Regions from separate parts of the Mus musculus genome. Here region 2 is linked to region 1. The links are chromatin contacts, called in public promoter capture Hi-C maps. All regions are on one chromosome and are shown on one strand. The core of a region is the stretch at or near the end of the contact, and the rest is flanking DNA. Distances in the headings are between cores, read along the strand shown.

Evidence for each region. Promoter capture Hi-C pulls out the DNA fragments that hold promoters and counts their contacts.
Region 2: a contact with region 1 is called in a promoter capture Hi-C map of hippocampal neurons, with 6 times the contacts expected there. The contact joins the promoter of Lrrtm1 here to the enhancer-like site in region 1. A contact is called at or near these places in 5 of 39 promoter capture datasets (cranial neural crest, frontonasal cranial neural crest, hippocampal neurons and 2 more), 12 of 484 Hi-C or Micro-C datasets (cerebellar granule neurons, cerebellum, cerebral cortex and 4 more) and 1 of 115 datasets of contacts at active chromatin or transcription factors (embryonic forebrain).

Annotation. Positions count from the first base shown.
Region 1 is chr6:73,516,719-73,519,504 of GRCm38.p6, reverse strand. No RefSeq gene overlaps it. Among named protein-coding and RNA genes, the nearest start is that of 1700065L07Rik, 47 kb to the right of the region's middle. Within about 2 kb of position 1,319, at least 5 of the 459 cell types and tissues checked have an H3K27ac peak or open chromatin away from gene starts, as enhancers often do. A contact at or near this core is called in hippocampal neurons, where this site is marked.
Region 2 is chr6:77,241,084-77,244,237 of GRCm38.p6, reverse strand. It overlaps Lrrtm1 (leucine rich repeat transmembrane neuronal 1), which reads right to left and starts at 1,761. Exons shown (of 2, transcript NM_028880.4): 1 at 1,016-1,761; 2 at 1-735. The coding sequence starts at 676. All of the region lies in intron 8 of Ctnna2 (catenin (cadherin associated protein), alpha 2), which reads left to right.

The sequences.
Region 1 (2,786 bases), core at 70-2,569:
TTGTCAGCAAAGATGAACTTGCTTTTCGCCAGTCGTGCCAAGAAAGGCAAGGAAAGGCCGCACGACTACAACACATAAACAATAAATAATCACAGGGGAGGCGAACGGCACTAAAAGCAGAGACCAGGGCTTCTGCGAGTGCAAAGCTCGCCTTATGGAGCAAAGCCGATCAAAGCAGATGACACCCACGTAAACCCCCACACAGAGAGCAGAAAGCCAAGATTAAGCCAGGACTAAAAATGGGCAAGCTGGGACCCTCGGGCCTCATGATCAGCACAAGCAAGCTGACAGTCCCAGCTGCTTTCCAGAAAGAGTCCTATTCCGGCTAAGTTCAAAAAGTCAACCCAGACTTTTCTCTCCATCCCAGGAAGGCGGGCTGCAGCAGATGTTAGGTGCTCACCCAGACACTGGCATTCCTTCTTTTCAGAGAGATACTTTGTACACAGCACAGCTCCAGGGTCCAGAGCCTTAAGAGGTTTAGAAGGATGCTAATCAGACAAGATGCTGTAAAGGTCACCGGAAGTTTGGAGAGCGATTAGAGAGCGGTTCTGCATGTGTCTCTTCCATTCCCCTCTTTTTTATGTTTTAAATACTTACTGCATAATCTATTTCTGCTGGGGGGGGGGGGGGACGGGACACGTTGCCTGGGTGTGAGATGCCTCAGAGGCCAGAATAGGGTGTCAGATGCCCTGAATCTGGAGTTTCAGGTGGTTGTAAGCCAGCCAGCATGGGTACTGGGAACTAAATTCAGGTCCTCTGGAAAAGCAAAGTGCTCTTAGCTGGTGAGCCATCTCCACAGCCCTCAATCTTGACACAACAGCAACAGCATCTAAACACCATTCCTAACAACAGTACAGGAGGAAAGACCAAAATGTCCATCTCAAACAGTAACTTACAGCAAAAGGCTGTCACAACGCACCACAGGCCAGAAACGTTTTTGTTTCTCTGAAAACCAACATCTCTTTCCAACTTTACAGTCCAAGTCATCAGTAAGAAAACTGAAGCATGGAGACCTTGATCCAAAATCAAATGACAAATTCACAGAAGAAGGCCTCTAAGTAGCAGTAAACTCTCTTGGCTCCCTCCTATATAAGCTGATCCCTACATAAGCTGATCACAATACCATCTCTTTTGCAGAATGTCGCTTGTCTTCCAACATCCCAGGACAGCTCCCAAAACCCCACAGCCAGTTACTGACCCTTATTGACATCTGAAAATCCTGTCACTCTCAAGCTTATTTTCAGAGATCCTGAGACGATTGTCATCACATCTGAGAACACGGTGCCTAATCCCTGATTTCCTTGCCTGCAGCGCCCCCTACTGGCAGTTTCAAGCCACATGTCGCCCCTTTTCCTGCACCGGTGAAAAACCTGAAACAACGAATTTCCACTCACCGTGACAAGATCTGCTGAACGGGTTCTTCTCATCGGGATTTCTGAAGCTAGACTCTTCTGGCTTCACACCGTCTAGCCATGCCCTGATGTCAGCACCACAGACATCATCTCTACTGGCCTGCCCCTGACCTTACCGCCCTCATTCTATGATAGCCCTTCTCTCCTTGATATAATCGGTCCATCTCTCTCTCAGTGCTGTTCCTTTGATCAGTTCTGTAAAGGTTTCAACTTAAGCTAAAATATGGTGTCACCTGTCTTATTTAGAATGGACGGTTTCATCTTATTCAAAAGTTGCTATGCATGCCGGGCAGTGGTGACGCATGCCTGTAATCCCAGCACTTGGGATGCAGAGGCAGGTGGATTTCTGAGCTTGAGGCCAGCGTGGTCTACAGAGTGAGTTTCAGGACATCCAGTACTGCACAGAGAAACCCTGTCTCGAAAAACCAAAAGAAGAAAGAAAGAGAAAAAAAGGATGCTATGCTGCTATACTAATGGTAAATGGCATGTTTCACGTAACATACCATTAACGGGGCCTTCAAACCAAATGATACGTCTTTCTGTATGGTCTATGTAAATTGAATCCTAAAATATCCCGCCTAGTAAATTTATGTTGACAAGTCATTTTTTATTAAGAGTCACAGCATTTTATTGGATACTTTTCAATGAGTCAATACTACTCAGATAACCCCCAGAAGTGTGTTTGTTGCCCTCTGGAACTGCCTGAATTTATGTTTTGACCAAGGCCCATATCAAGCTCCCAGCACCATGAATCTGAAAGACACAATCACAAATAATACCTCCTTTTCTGAGTTTCTTCCTTCCTTTCCTTTCCTATTTCTTTTTCTTTTCCTATATTTTATTATATTTTTGTTACTTTGTAGCCCAAGCTGATCAAAACTTACATCTTCCTGTCTTTCTTTCTCAAATGCTGAGCTTAGGGGTGTGCACCCCTAAGCGACCCCCCTCCCCACCCCACCCCCACCCCCGAATTTCTGCTCTCTTTGCATTTGGCAGTGGACTGGACCATGGTGGTGCATACCTTTAATCACAGCACTCAGGAGGTAGATGTAGGTAGCCTTGTCTATAGAGCATGTTTCAGGGTGGCCAGGGCTACTCAAAAAAAACCCTGTCTCAAAAAAAAAAATCTAGCAGACTATGTAGTATATCTATCACCAGGCTTAGGGGTTATTAACAGTATGGAAATGAGGATAAGTAGACAGGCTGTGCTCTTATTTCATACTGTCCTGTCCTCCACCTTAACTGGTCTGGGGTCTCCTGATGTTATTGGTCAAGGCTCAGTTTTATAAGAGAAGACTGGGACATAGAATCTTGTTATACTTTAGTGAACATTAAGCTACATCACTGAGACTTCACTGAGGCAGCCAATCAGTG
Region 2 (3,154 bases), core at 512-3,011, 3.7 Mb before region 1:
AGTTCACCTTGATCAAGTCATTATGCTCCAGGTGTAGCTCTGTGAGCTTGAACAAGCCGGCGAAAGAGTTGCGCGCCAGACTCTTGAGCTGATTGTATCCAATGTCGAGAAACTTGAGGCTGCGGCAGTCCTGAAAGATGCGCACCGGCACGAATTGGATGGCATTGGCCCGCATGTGCAGGGTGGTGAGCTTCCGCAGCCCGTGGAAGAGATCCGGAGCTAGCGCCTGCAGCTTGTTATAGGACAGGTCCACGCTGCGCAGGTTGGGCATGGGCCGGAAGGTGGTGTTGGCCAGTTCAGTGATCTGGTTGGAACTCAGCGTGAGTTCCTTAACTCGGCGCAGTTTCTGAAAGGCGTCCCCCTGCACCGAGCAGATGTGATTGTGATCCAAATACAGCCACGTGAGCTGCATTAACCCTGTGAACTGGCCGGCGCGCAGCTCCGAGAGGCTGTTGTAGCGCAAAGACAAGCCCAGCAGGCCGGACAGGTTATGGGGCGCCTCGGTTAGGTTGAGCGCCTCGCAGTACAGCAGCCGCCCCTCGCACCGACACTGCCCCGGGCATCCGCTGGGGGCGGCGGGCAGCATCTGAAAGCAGGCCCCCAGCAGACACAAGACCACCCCCGAGGGCCTCCTCAGCAGCCAGTGTAGACAGAGGCCGAGTAGCAGGAAATCCATTAGCGAGAATCTTTCCAGAGAGACTGGAGAATGTCCATTGGAAGCGCTGGGTCAGAAATCTATAGCATATTTTATTCCGAGGGAGAGGAGAGGGAGGGGGAGGGGGAAAGAAAGGGACAAAAAAAAAATCAAATCAATATAGAAAAATGCAGAAGGAACCCCCCCTCCCTAGAGCCACACGTTCACCTCTAAGCATGCAGAAAGCCGGGCGGCATACAAAGTTCACAGCCACGGAAAGATCAAAGCCGGGGTAATGCAGTCCATGTTAGATGCGGCAGCAAAGGGAGGAAAAATTTTTTTCTTCTGGAAAGAATTTAATTAAAAAAGTGTCTTACCCACCCTTTTCCAGCGAGTGACAACCTCCATTCAGCTGCTCCCTTTGTGTGTAGGCTAATTATATGCAGGGCGAGAGAAGACCCCTCTGTGTTTCCCGAGGCAGCCCTGCTCCGCGGCCCGAGGATCTGGCAGACGCACAATGTCTCACTTTGCTGCTGCGCTCCGGGGCTGCAGGGGCGGTCGGCGAGGCGGGGAGGCGACTTCTAGGACCCGCAAGTTTCCCAACTACGTGCCGGGAGCCCGTGCTTCTCGCCTTCCTGCCTCGGTCCCCCTTTTTTTTCCTCTGCAGTTGAGACTGTGACGTGGTTGGGGGGTTGAGGTAAAAGATCAACTCCAAACTCGGGGCTCGAGACTCCCCAGGATTTGACAGTCTGGAGAATGTCATCGGCAATGACCAACGCGAATCGAAGCCACCTTGGAGTCCAGGTTGGAGAACGCCTGCCATTCGTGTCCCGGGCAGCTGCGGAAACCTGGCCGGCTCATGCCTTGCGGAGCGCAGAGCAGCGCCCGGCTCCTTCCCTCCTCCGAGGAGTGTGCGCGAGCCTGCACCGGCACCGACTGCTCACTGAGTGTCGTAAGCTGCTCGCGATTGTGCGTCTTCTCCGAGCACCTCCAACACCGGCAGATTGAAAAGGGGTGGGAAGAAAACCAACATTTTTTTTTTAAACCGAGCCGCTAAAGTAATATATGTTCTTTGATGAAATGAAAAACACTCTCAGCTTTTTTTTTTCTTGTATCTATTTGCGGGCGGAAAAAAAAAAAAAAAAAGAAGAGGGGGGGTAAGAAACATCATCAATGACAAGATATATCTAAATGAGGGACTAACATATTCGCCCCCCCCCCACCGCCAACCTTTCTTTGGGGATATATCCCCCTCTGTTAAACTGCGTACGTGTAACAGAAACGTAGGACTCTGTAGAGCAATCAACATTTGTTTCTTTGCTTTCCAAAAACAACTTGAGAGGAGACACAAGAAGGCAGGGATTTGGGGTTTGATTCTGACAGTCTCAGTCTCCTCTCCTCTCCTCTCCTCTCCTCTCCTCTCCTCTCCTCTCCTCCCCTCCCCTCCCCTCCCCTCCCCTCTCCTCCCCTCCCCTCCCCTCCCCTCCCCTCTCCTCTCCTCTCCTCTCCTCTCCTCTCCTCCCCTCTCCTCTCCTCCACCTTCCCTCCCCTCCCCTCCCCTCCCCTCCCCTCCCCTCCCCTCTCCTCCACTCCCCTCACCTCTCCTACCCTCTCCTCTCCTCTCCTTTGCCAACACTTACACTAACTACCCTTCTACATGGAGCTGGCCATTTTCAGAGGTTGCTGAAATGCTTTGCAAGCCCACTCTGTTGGAAAAGCCATCTGAGTCGGGCTGGTGTGAGAGAGCTGCAGTAAGGCACATTCAGTCTGTGTACTCAGAGACTGCTGAAGCTGCTCCTGGGGCTCACCCAGTCTACATGGAGCACACTGCTTTCAAGGATAAAGATGCTGTTGCATGACATGGGAGAGCCTACCACTGACATGTGCTGTTCATGCTAATTACATCTAACCCCTGGAGAATGCACTAGAAAATGTGTAGAGAAGAGGTATTTTAAAGGAAAAGGAAGCCTTTTTCTCATCCACCCATCCTTGATTCAGTTGTGCTACTGTACAGTAATGTTACTTTTCTTAGAATACCAGGAAAAGCCCCGGCTGGATTTTCTACCTTCAATCCTTTATAGACAGTAGTCCATATAATGAATAAGTACCCCTCTGGTCACAACCAGTTCTACCCTATTGCAACAGACCAATTGGCCATCTGTTTTAAAAAAAGAAAAAAAAGTTAAAATCTTCAAACATGGCCAAGTAAGCCAGTGTCAGGAGGAGTCATGGGTGGAAGTGGACGACTGTCCTCACATCTGCATCATTTCTGCTTCTAATAAACTCCAAGTAAATGGGCGCTATCACTCCTATGTTCCTAGGAGTGATGGTGAGCTGGAAGGTCCCACAGGTTGAGATTGGTCAAGCCACTAAACTGGCCCTGAACAACAAAGTTGAAAAGACGAATCGGTAGAATTAAGGTCACCAAAGACAGGTAACACTTTTCAGGAAAAGCCCTATGAATCATCCCATTCTGTATTCCTCTGAGCTCTGCCTTGGTTATTCATCTCCAGGATGCAT